Regions from separate parts of the Drosophila melanogaster genome. Here all the other regions are linked to region 2. Evidence: chromatin contacts called from public Hi-C and HiChIP or PLAC-seq data. All regions are on one chromosome and are shown on one strand. Each heading gives the region's core, a stretch centred on a gene start, on an enhancer-like site or on the middle of the called end of the contact. The rest is flanking DNA. Distances are from core to core; before and after follow the strand shown. Region 1 holds the start of CG4839. Region 2 holds the start of Trp1 (Translocation protein 1). Region 3 holds the start of CG13123.

Region 1 (3,720 bases), core at 634-3,133, 140 kb before region 2:
AATATTGCATTTTATTCTTGGCTAAGACTCTAATACTGATTTAACAAGTTAGCTCATTAAAACTCGATTTTATTTGCAGTGCACTTAAGCCAGTAGTATGTATCTAGGATGCTATTGCCAAAAACTAGAAGTACGCAGTGAAAAGACAACGAGCCAGATACTGTGTTAGCCATCAGCAGCTTTCAGCTTGCCATCATAAACAAAGGACATCGCAGAATGCCAGTTGACCACATCGGGTTTATCAACTGTCCCAGAAAACTGGTTGAGAAGCATTTGCTTTGCATCTGATAAATTTGTTTGTGGAACAAAAGTTTCAAAGTTCAAAAATTATGCGCATCGTCAACTGGCTGCTTTAATTACCGCTCACAGCGAATTGCTACCAATTTCTTGGTTTTTGTTTCACGGCCAAGAAAACGCTGTGAGTCACAGTATGCTTGCTGGCTTTTTATCGTTTTTTGGCCTTATCGTCTCCAAATGCCTAATTGTTTTCTATTTATGAGCAGGGGGATTTTATTGTTTGGCCAAGAGATCTAAGGCAAATGCCCCAAAGAATGCCAACGATACTTGGCTTGGGGGCTTTGCCATTATCATAGCCCCAACTTTTCGAGTACTAACAAAGTTCAGGCCAGTGCCTTAAGAATCATATAGCTAGCTGCGTTTTATCAACCAATAATTGTGCTATATTTCCTTATACGATTTGTCGATAACACCGAACAATATTGGAAAATAAAGAACTGCCCGTTGTTTGCTCGTTTCCACATGATTTGCTTGGGAAATACAAATAAAAATTGTACAAAATGGTACAAAATGGTGCATAGAACAAGCTGAAACATTGGCCAAAGTAATGGCAACAGCTATATCAACAATAACGACAAGAGAAAGGCCGGAATGAATCGTTGGAGCCGCCAGTCACGAGTCACTCATTTATATTAATTTATTGACATTTCGTTTGCAGTTATCAGCACACTTCTCTGCTTCTTTATTTGTTGTTCTTTGCTGTTCTTAAATGTTGCCATTTCATTGCATTTTATAATTAAGCTATTGCCTGATTCTGTTATTTTTCAGTTTTGATTTGGTTTATAACTCGACCGCGTTAGCCACGAATTTTCGGTGTTGCGATAAGATTTAATGGCCAGAGTAAAGTTCACATAATTGGTCAATTTTACACGACATTTCGAAAAGTGTGTCACTTGAAGAAAAAAAAAAAAAAAAACAAAAACTGACCAACACCGTAATTTTCTTAAAATTTTTTAACTACTTTTTTTTAGCGGACTGACGCTTGAGACACTTTTTCGCGAATAAAAACAAAAACACTCAAATGTTTCCACGAAGTTGTCAGCCATATCTTTTGATTAGATATCAATATCAAGAACTTCAAGATGATTGATAAATTTGTTGACTGTCAATTTGTCAAATAGCATGGAAATGAAATTCACAAACTTGCGCATTCACTTATTTTTTTTTTCAGCTTTAGAACTCAACAAATTCTTCATCTTTTCACTTTTCAAATCAACCACTTGAGTTGAGCACGCAAAACGGGCATGTCAAATGACCGCAGTAATACAAATTCGGCGGGGAGGTGTTTTTCTTAAAACCAATCGTGGCTATTCACTTCCCAAAAAAACTCCATTTCCGATGGGGTCAGCTCATTTTACACAATTCGCACGTAACAATTTCCGCTCCACGAGGGCTGAATCACTTGGCGCGGAGACGCGGAGTGCAGGGCGTATACGCGATATTGTGAATATTGCCGCCCGCGATTCGTAAACCTTCCGTACACCTGCCGCCGTGGAGGCTGATAACTCGACTAATTTAACGCGGCCAATTTAAATTGGCAATTTGCTCGACGCCCCAACTGCGACTGCGATGCCAACGGTGACTGCGACCGAATCGGCCAACTGGCTTTATGTTTATCGGTATCAGTTCAGTTTCAAGTGCCTGCCTAGTGGCCTTATCTATGGAGAAGTGTTGGGCATGCCAGGCGTCACTGTTAACGCGAGACGTTCTTTTTTCTGGGCCCGCTCATGGATGTGGGCCAAAAGGGGTCTTAGGGCCAAGTGTAATTGGAATAAGCAAATATACCAGCGAACTTATCTGGCCCAAGCGAGCTGCTTCCTATGGCGAAAGTTAAACATTGCCATTCGTTTATGGGGCTGCAAGAAATGCAGCAAATATTTAAAAATTGCTATCCATTTTTACAGCACAAATAGCACTTTAATAGCTATTTAATCAAACTCCCATTGCCCATATAACACTGTTTACACTGTTTATGCTGTTTACACTTTGGTTTAAGAATAGCAAACATGCAAAACTCCATTGTACATCTGGCATATTAAACTGTGCTGTTTTAACGTGTTTTTCAATTTCATATTTTCTTTAGTAAAATAATAAATGTTTTTTATAAATATTTTTTCCAAATGACACACTTTTATACTTTTCGGTTTCAGAATTTGTTTTTACAAATATAGAAGTTATGGTGCTTATTTTTTTTATTATATATATTTTGCTGCATTAATTTCATTTTGATTAAAATGATATTTCTGAAAATTTTCATTAGCAAGTGGTCATTAGAAATCCATTTCGTATGCCATACAAAAGTTTTGGCATTCGGAAGTCAAACTTTATATTAAATAAAATTCCGCTCAAAAGTTTGGCGAAAGGGTTAACGAGATGTCACGCTCTCACCTTTCGAAAAATATGTAAATCAAATGTGATGACAAGCGGCAAGAGTTGGCGTCACAAATTAGAATTCTCGAGGCGTTCGAGTTGGGCGAAAAGTTCGCGGAGTTTTTATTCATTATGCCTTAAATGCGTAACTAAAGCAATTTGAAAGTAGAACTCATTTTCACCCTCGACTTGACTTGCCACTCGTGCTAAAATACTTTTTTTTTCACTGCGCGCGCGATTCTACGTGCCCATATGCCTAAAAGTATGCACGTATCTGGCGACATAGTCGTTTGATTAAACTTGTTAACACACATAGATACACCCACACACAGCCTCATTTTGAAGGCCGCGCAGCAGGCTGCGGATGTCGGCGCGGATGCGAATGCGGATGTCGAAGTTTGTCAGCCTGGCAGGAGCATCGCTTTAAAGTCAACGCTGCAAACTCATTTGGTCCAAGGAAGCGAACGAAACTCGAGCACAAATTCCAAAATATATACATATCTGCCCGGGTATTTCCTGTTCCCCCGCAGGAAGTTCCATTGCATAATCTTATTAACCACACAAACACACACACACACACACACTGAGATATAAAGCAGCTGATAGCGCTGCCAACTTGGCGCAGCGGGCGATCTGGAGAGGGAGGCGTTGCCAGATCAACCGTGTGATCAGTGTTGTGTTGCGACAGTAGAGCGCGAAATTCAAAATTAAACTTAAAATTAAACCGTTGAATTTTAATTTAATTTTAATTTTGATTCTGGTTACTGGGAGCGCACAAGTCTTTAAGAAAGGGGAAAAGGCACAAAGGTCGAGGACAGACCAAATATCATCCTCTCACCGTGCTGGTGCCTAAGCAGAGGCTCTGGTGTCCGAGTCGAGGCGGTACAAACCTCCATCCGTAAAAGCCAGGGGGAAATCCGTGGCCTACGTGGGAACCCCTTTCTAAGGCTGGTGCTTCGCCTAGGTAACCTTAGGCCATCTTTCAGTTGATGGACAGTGCAGTGGGGGGCAGTCCCCCTGATCGGAACGACCCGTTCAGGAGGAGCCCCCGAC
Region 2 (3,892 bases), core at 439-2,938:
TTCTCCTTGTCCGCCTTCTTGTCGCCTCCAGACTTTCCTCTGATCTCCTCCAGAGTGACGGGCACCTTCTTGGCGCGATGGAAGAACTTGTGCTCCAGCATCACGTCTAGAAACTCGATTACCTGCTCCCGGGTGGTGAAAAGCGGATTGCTGCCTTCGGTGAATTTGGACTTTAGCAGAGCATCGATGGCCTTGCTGGAGGTGAAGTATTCGACGATGTGGCTCAGGAATTTGGTCTTCTTCGTCTTAACGTTCTTCTTCAGCCACTTGGCCACGTTCTTCTCGTCCTTTGACGGCTTGTCTACCTTCTGGGCACCCGGTTCGGTGTATTCCTATAAGAGGAAAAAAGAGAAAAAGGTCCGAAAACCAGGTCAGAAACTCACTTTCACGATCGATTGGTTAAATGGGGGGACTACAAGCGAATATAGGCCACGACACCAATTTTGTATTCGTCACCCTCAAGCCGTTGAGATGGCTTTATTATACGTGGGTTTTATTTTTTCCTAAGTACCGTGCCATCGTCGTAAATATCCTGCTCCTGCTCCTCTTCTTCCTCCTCCTGGAAGTACTCCTCCTCTCCACTCATTACGAGAATTAATATGCGTAACTTAAAAACTGCGAACTATATAAATAGAAACAACTATTCCAGAAGCGGTTGTAGTTTTTCTTAGCCGTGACGTGTTGCATTCGCTCTGAGAGTCTAGAAAGTATTGAATCAAACGAGCTGGTGATCACCACAACAAACAAACACATGGATACTAAACAGGGGAGCAGTTGGAAAATATGCAAGGGGGTTTGAAGCTGTATTGATACTCATAGCTGTTTAACGATTGAAATGATATTAGTGATAATTTCCCATGTATGTGTGGAGCCAATGATTAACAAAACCCTCTTAAGCGCCGCCTCTGCCCAACTTACACGCGTACTCAAACTTTCCCCAACAACAACACGAATAACCACAATAACAACAACCAGAGCAGCTGATAAGTGGGCCTGCACCTGACATGTGTGGGTAATGAGCGAGAGGGAGAGCTGGAGAGAGCGAGCCAGCGAATGAGCGAGATCGGCTTACAAGACGGACTTACGGCGTTGCCAGATAGGCAAAAGCTTGTAAGCTCAGCTGTTTGTATTGTAGACCCCAAAACTTAATTGACTGAAAAATAAAAAAGAAAAGGTAGAACTCAAATTCCAGATACAGCTAAATACGCAGCGAAGACATTTTCCATAAAGCTAATTATAGACCTTTTGCGGGCGGGGGGCATCCCACGGGGGTTTCTCCAAAGAGCAGCGCAACCTGCACTGAACTTGCCCCCCACAAATAATATTAAAATATTGAATGACCCATCTGAACTCGCAATTCAGCGTTTTGTTTCTTTTCGAGTCAATTTTACTTTTTTTCTGCATGCACACGTTTTTTTTCTCCTTTTTTATCAAAACAAAAAACAAACACTTTCGGCATGTCAATTGGACTGTGGCACCCACACACGCGCAGCCCCTTTAGAAGGATCTAATTGGAAACAGTTAGCACTTACATCCTTGCGGCGACGGGCTCGCTTCTTTTCCGACATTTTCTAGCAAGTGTGACGATCTGCGGGCTCAAAATTGATTCTTTCAATAATTTTGATAATAATTCTGCCACACACGCACCACATAAACATCCACGATAGGGATGGAACAAAAGTCGATGTTCACGCGATGCTATCGATGTTTCCAGCAACTCCGTGAAGCGATTATTTCCTATCGCTGGAACCACTAAAAATGGGAACTAGTTGTTTTTGAATTATTTTAATGTTTCATATTCATAGGTTAAAAGGATCATTTAGCAACAAAAAAATATGAAATCAATATTTTTAGAAGGTATTGAATTTTCTTAACTAATTTTATGATTATACAAATAATAAAATTGTGTCGCGAAGAAAACCTCCCATTTCCTTTACGGTAATAAAAAACAATACAAAATAAGTAAAAATATACCTTTCATACTAATCGAAAAGGTTAACCAAGTTGTATATAACTTTAATATTATGAAATTCTCCCAAAACACACATTTCTTTAATGTATGTCAATTTAAATAAAGTTTAAATTGCACTTACATTTTAATACTGTATTATCCAAAATATATATGAACCATATCAAGCAAAACGTGAATATTGCAATGCGAACTCAATTTAATTTCCTTACATCCTCTATTAAAATTATCTTTTTATTAATCTTTGTTTTACAACAAAATACAGACTAAATAATAAGTAAAATATATTATTTATTATATATTCTTATTATTATTATTAATAGCGACCCACGCAAAGGGTTCGATCAAAGTTTACTCTATTTTGTTTTCTTCCGGTTGTTGTGTAGTTTACGTTTTCGTATCGTTTGCGTATCGGTTGTGGTGCGTTCTGTACCGTTTTTTCCGTTTTAGGTTGTGTCTCGTTTGTTGCAGTGACAGATGATGGGGAGAGATGGCTAAAACTAAACCAATCTATCGTTACCGTCACTCCAAATATGTTTGCCATTCTACGCAGTATGATCGATTAGCCTACTATTTACTCATAGAAAAAAAGGGGATTTTAAATGTATACAATTTTAGGACTGGAGTAAATGCACAAAAAGTGGGAGGCTGGGAGGTTGGATCGACACACATTGGAGGGTTCCATACTTCGCTCGGTTTCTCAAAATCGGCGTTGTCTTTCACAAGTATGCTTTGTACATTTTATTCGGATGCAGTATTCTATACACTTACAAGTTATGTATGGACATGCGTAAAAATGATATTTGGAAAGCAAAACCTTACACATATAAAATCGGAAACACGGCGCCCTGGCCTCCTCCCTCCTCTCTGGGGATTGCGTTTCACCCGTCAAAGAATAAAATACAAAAAAACTCTAAACTTGATTGAAGTGATCCCGGAAAGATTGTGCTCTTCATCCGCCAGCTGTTGAACACACTCACCCAAGCGCTCTTCAGTGGCTCCTGCGTTGAAAGCAGGACGACACGGTTCTGCGATTCCCGGCGAATCGTAGACATATTGCATTAAACGCTTTGCATATGGGGCGATTGGGGAAGATGCAGAAGGTTGGGGTGGTGGCGCTGCCAATCACAAGGGCAGGAGAACTCCTTGTGAACGAACGCCTCTGTCAGTTTGGATTGGTGGGTGAATAAGTGAGGGTTATGCGTTTCTATTACTGTCCTGTTTAGTTTTTTTTTTTTAAGTCAGTCGTTTGTCGGTTCTGTCGTTCTGTTCGGTGTACGCTTTAAACTAATTGATAAAACATAGTTTAAACGTTAGTCGTGTTAACTAAATGTTAAAATCTGGATCTTACGAATACGGCGCTCGAGTCGTGTTCACTGTAGCCCAAGCGCTTGGTGTGCTTGAACACCTCGTTGGTGATGCTGGTGACGGGCATGGACTGGTCCAGGTTCTCAGCCATGTTTAACACCAAGCGCAAGTCGCGTTGCATGTGGCTCAAAGGCTGCTGGGGATTGAAGTCACCCTTGGCCATTTCTGCAAAGGAATTCAAAATAGGATAAGATAAACACTAGGAAATAGCCACGGTGCTATCCATACCTTTGCCCTTAGCCAGCAGCATGGGTGATTTCATTGAAGTCAAATCGAAAATGTCTATGATGTCGTTCAGAGAGATCGAGAACCGATCAGCTGCAAAAGCAATAAAAAAAAAGATCAATTAGTTAAGGCTGCTTACTGCTAACAATATACAATAAAACCTACCAAGTGCTAACGCCTCAGCCAACCCGACCAGACTCACTCCCAAGATGGTTTGCAAAATTAGGTTTACTTTGCAGGCGTTACCGATATCTGCTAGATGTGAACAAACGACATATTTTAATAAATTGTTTCAAAGGAAATGGTCAGCAGTGCAGGCTGTACTTACTC
Region 3 (4,179 bases), core at 458-2,957, 220 kb after region 2:
TTAGATTTGATATGAGACGATTTTTACTTGCGCCCAGAGCGATGGGTGGTAATCCTACCGAAAACTGCTCTGTCCCCATGAGGTTGTTGTTTTTCGAGGTGCGAATTCCACTTGAAATTAAGATCTTGAGTTGAAGTTTCAGAAACAGAATAAGAATAAGATGTGGAGAGATAGAGAGCGAGAGCTGCGGAGGGTGTGTGCATTTTAAATTTAATTTTTTTTATAATTAATTTAGTGCTAATCTTTGAGCAGCTAGGCGCATAATTAGAACTACGTATATGTGTATGGATGTCTTTTTGATAAAAAGAAGCTGTTTTAAGAAGCAAACCATTTTCTACACTCTTTAAAAGATTGAACTCTACGTGTACGAGATTATGTATAATACAAGTAATAATAATTTAGCGTTAACTAGGCAATTATAAAATGCGGTGACCTGCAAAAGGAGCCATAAACTAAGCGTCCTACATTAGGAGAGGTCGACCTTCGACCTCAGCGATTACCAGAGATAAAGTTAATGCGATAGTGCAGTTGCGAGCGGGAAGGCGAAAACTAAAACGATAAACGAATTTAAAATTGATAATGAAAATTAAAATGAAATTACCACGAAACCAAACTTGTAGCGAAGCCAAGTGCTTTTTCATTTGAAAACTCTACTACTCACTTACGACTTACCTACTTTGCAAGTATTAACTAATTTCCTCTGATCAGAGTTACACGCAATCGCGAAATGCAAAAAGCTAATTACAAAACGGTTGGTACACGCCCAAAACACACACAGTCAGACATGGAAAATGAAAAATGAAAGCATTCAAATTGTTCGTATTACAAACAAAAAAAGAAACAAATAATAATAAAGAAATCAGCAAACCGAAGAGTTCGAGTTTCGTTTCAATTGCACTCCGCATGTTCTCAAACCCCCCAGGGCAATTAAACAGAGTTCAACAATAAATAGCGCATTAAAAACCGATTCGAGAAACACTTTTTTAAACAAGGCAAATATATTTAAAATTAGCATTTAACTAAACGACAACAAAAACTTAGTCTATAAACCGCGAATGTTTAGCACTAAACTGACCCGAGCAGAAATCTGCCAGCCAACCCGAATCCAAATCCAAGACTCCACCTGTGTCCCAAGTCTAACTACCACATCAATTTAAATAGCTTATTGCATAATTATTAAACCGTTACTGAATTTCTGTCGATTGCCAATCGCGAAAAAGAAAACCATAAAAATCTTCCCGAATATTATGCATGTAAAAAAGGAAATGGCTAAGTCAAAAAGCAAAAAAATTAGCAAGAAGTCTGTTGTCAATAAGAATTATTGGCAGACAAATAACTTTCGTCACATTGACGATAATAACTAATTTTAAGAGAAAAACCAAGGAATTAATTGATTTAAATAATAAACAAATTAATATTAAAAATCGAGAGACATGATTGCAACAAAAACACAAAAAACTGAATAAATATTTATTTTGAAAAGAGAATTGAAACGACCAGTGGTTTTCTTTATTACAATCTCTGCGGAATAAGAACATTATTCTTTGTTCTCTCCTTTTGCAGATTTAAAAAGTAACAGTTTCGTCATTGTCATCGTCATCGATTTTAAAATGCAGTACGACCGTAAATGGACTGTCACAAAACTAAATATTAATACTGAAAATACATGCATGGCTAACACAATACTAAAGAACGTGAACTTAACCATATTTAGCCACACTGTTGTTTACATGGCTGCATTTCTTTGAATGTATTTATATTAACATTAACATTACAGTTTATTTACATTAATTAAATAATAAAACCCATGGACCTGCGTAAACTGTGCCGCATTTGCTTCGTGGACAGCGCTTCGGTGGATATACGGGAGCACAGGAGCGGTGGCAGTTCGGATCAGACAGTCCTCCAGCTGATAGAAGCCATGTTCGGCTGGGTAAGACCTTCGAAATGACTTAAACATAAGTGAATACGTATAATATTCAACAGAACATAGCACTTAATCTTACTGAGGAGCTGCCCATGATCTGTAATGATTGCTTGGAAGATTGCCTGCAGCAGTACGCCTTCTTCAGGAAGCTAACGTTCGCCAATCAGCAGCTACTGCAGCTCTACAACGAGGCGGAGGTAGAAATGTGCCAAGTTAAGATGGACGCAACGGAGGAAGAGCCCGAAAACCAGGCTAGTGATGAATTCGAGATACTGGAGGAATTCAGGAGGATACCACTGGATTATGTGGTTTTAGACCCCGATCGTCCTACAGAAACAAGACAAACGAGGAGAAGGACGGATAGCTGTACGAAACCCTCTCAAAGGCTGGCCAACCAAGATTCGCTGATTGTCTCCGAGTTTTTACCTGCCACCACAGCCCAACCACGACTGGATCTATCCGACTCTCAGCTGGAGCAACTGGAATCCCCAGCATACGAGATGCGCACCGTGGACTATGCTGCCGTCGAACTGAAACACTACAACCTGGACGAGTACAACGAGGCCAATCGCCTGCTGGACGTGGAGCCCAGTGGCAGCCAGGCCATCTACAAGTGCCAGTACTGCCCACTGGCTTATGCCTCGCCTCAATATCTGAAAACCCACGTGCGCAATTCGCACGTCTGCAAGTACTGCACCACCGCCTTCGCCAAGGTTCGCGATCTCAATGAGCATATTCGGCAGAAGCATCCGCATCACCAGTGCGTTGTCTGCTCCAACAACTTTAGTACCAGTAGCAATCTGAGGGCTCACTTAAAGAAAATTCATGGAGTTCAGCTGCCCGCACAGGTGGCACTGCTGGATTACAGGCCAGCCAGTCAGGATCGGGATAATCCGCGCTCATAATAAAGATTATATTACATAGTTACATTGGTCTTGTTTGCTAGTTTATTTGCCAGAATATCTGAGACTTTTCTCGGACAGGATCTCCCTTTTGGATGTCTACGCCATTGATGTACATGGGCGTAAACTCCCGGTAGGCTACACAAACGCGGCGCTCTTGGACATCCTCGCGTAGTACAGAATGCTCAAACTGGTACCTCGCTGGCCCATACAAAACTATCAAGGAGAGGCTGAAAAGCAGGGATAGTAAATTTAACCCGGAAGAGAAGGCAATAAATAAGTAAACTTACTTTGGCATAGGTATGCGCAGCACCTTTCCCTCAAAAGTTGCAAGTTGGTCATCTGTCAGTAGAGGCGCCAATAGTTCATCTTCGTAGCTGGCAACCAAGTCCAAGTTGTACTTGCCCGATTGTTGAACTTCGTAGGGCGTCAAAGTGAGCACTGAGTCGCCGAGGCAGTTGACAGTGACCACACGCTCGCCCCAGATCCAGCAATCGTCCACGTGCGGATCTATGCTGGCTCCTTTGCTGGGCTCGTACTCCAGGGAGCACTGTTCGATGGTCTGAAAGCCACGAAGCAGGGGAACGTCTTCGAAGCGCCGTTGCACATATTCCGTTGTCCTGGGGAATCCGGCAAAGGATCCCAGCCGCAGTTTGCGCTTTTTAAAGTTGGTCTTGGGTCCGAAGTTCTGTTTTCGCCTGCCGCTCTGCGAGATGTCCCATGGCAGGTCATCCAAGTCGGCTATAAGTTGGGCGCCCTCATCAACGCTAAGGAATTCCTCCTGCACCAGGATGCCCGGCAGTGGGAGGCCCTCATCTTTTTTGTGATTTTCATGATCCTTTTGGACATGATTGGTATCCCAACCGCGCTGCAGAAGGTCGCACTGGATACAGTAGGACCATGCTTCCAGTTGCTGGAATTGTTCCCGTAGCGAGGTCTTCGCTATATGAAAGTCCTGTTCGCAGCTCAAGCAGGTGCGAACGCCCTTACAACCGCAAGGACGAATTGTATTCATCCTGAAATTGGGCAAAAGCACGTTAATTACAAACAGACTGCCAGTGTTACCGGATGTTCCAAATATACCGGCTTCGGTATCGTAATAAAATACCAATCATAGAATTAATGTTTGGTAAATACCGACCAGAATTTCGAAAATAATCGTAATAAAATACCAATCATAGAATTAATGCTTTGGTAAATACCGACCAAAATTTCGGAGAATAATACCTAATTCGGTCTAGTATGCTCGGATTTTTCGCTTTGTCTCACCACGGGTTGTCATCCTCTATTTTTGCATCGTCATCGGACTCCGAATCCCTTTCATCAACCTTCAGCTTGCAGGTGCAGTGC

The links. Hi-C and Micro-C count contacts between places; a contact is called where the count stands out from the background. HiChIP or PLAC-seq counts read pairs in DNA pulled down with a chosen protein or histone mark.
Region 1: a contact with region 2 is called in an H3K27ac HiChIP or PLAC-seq map of the Kc167 cell line, with 3 times the contacts expected there. The contact joins the promoter of CG4839 here to the promoter of Trp1 in region 2. A contact is called at or near these places in 1 of 107 Hi-C or Micro-C datasets (the S2 cell line) and 1 of 6 datasets of contacts at active chromatin or transcription factors (the Kc167 cell line).
Region 3: a contact with region 2 is called in a Hi-C map of the Kc167 cell line, with 2.7 times the contacts expected there. The contact joins the promoter of CG13123 here to the promoter of Trp1 in region 2. A contact is called at or near these places in 6 of 107 Hi-C or Micro-C datasets (the D17-c3 cell line, the Kc167 cell line, the ML-DmBG3-c2 cell line and 2 more).

Annotation. Positions count from the first base shown.
Region 1 is chr2L:10,142,939-10,146,658 of dm6, reverse strand. It overlaps CG4839, which reads right to left and starts at 1,883. Exons shown (of 10, transcript NM_135505.3): 1 at 1-1,883. The region is part of intron 2 of CG44153; the gene reads left to right.
Region 2 is chr2L:10,007,177-10,011,068 of dm6, reverse strand. Trp1 (Translocation protein 1) reads right to left here and starts at 1,688. Exons shown (of 4, transcript NM_057660.4): 1 at 1,533-1,688; 2 at 1-332. The coding sequence starts at 1,568. Ndf (Nucleosome-destabilizing factor) reads right to left here. Exons shown (of 9, transcript NM_135492.5): 6 at 3,891-3,892; 7 at 3,728-3,814; 8 at 3,566-3,655; 9 at 2,180-3,502. The coding sequence ends at 3,303.
Region 3 is chr2L:9,790,635-9,794,813 of dm6, reverse strand. CG13123 reads left to right here and starts at 1,707. Exons shown (of 2, transcript NM_135471.3): 1 at 1,707-1,933; 2 at 1,987-2,853. The coding sequence starts at 1,808. The coding sequence ends at 2,832. It overlaps CG4036, which reads right to left and starts at 3,932. Exons shown (of 3, transcript NM_001201833.1): 1 at 3,913-3,932; 2 at 3,120-3,845; 3 at 2,856-3,059. The coding sequence starts at 3,844. The coding sequence ends at 2,870. It overlaps nAChRalpha6 (nicotinic Acetylcholine Receptor alpha6), which reads left to right. Exons shown (of 13, transcript NM_135472.6): 13 at 1-1,497. It also overlaps hpRNA:CR18854.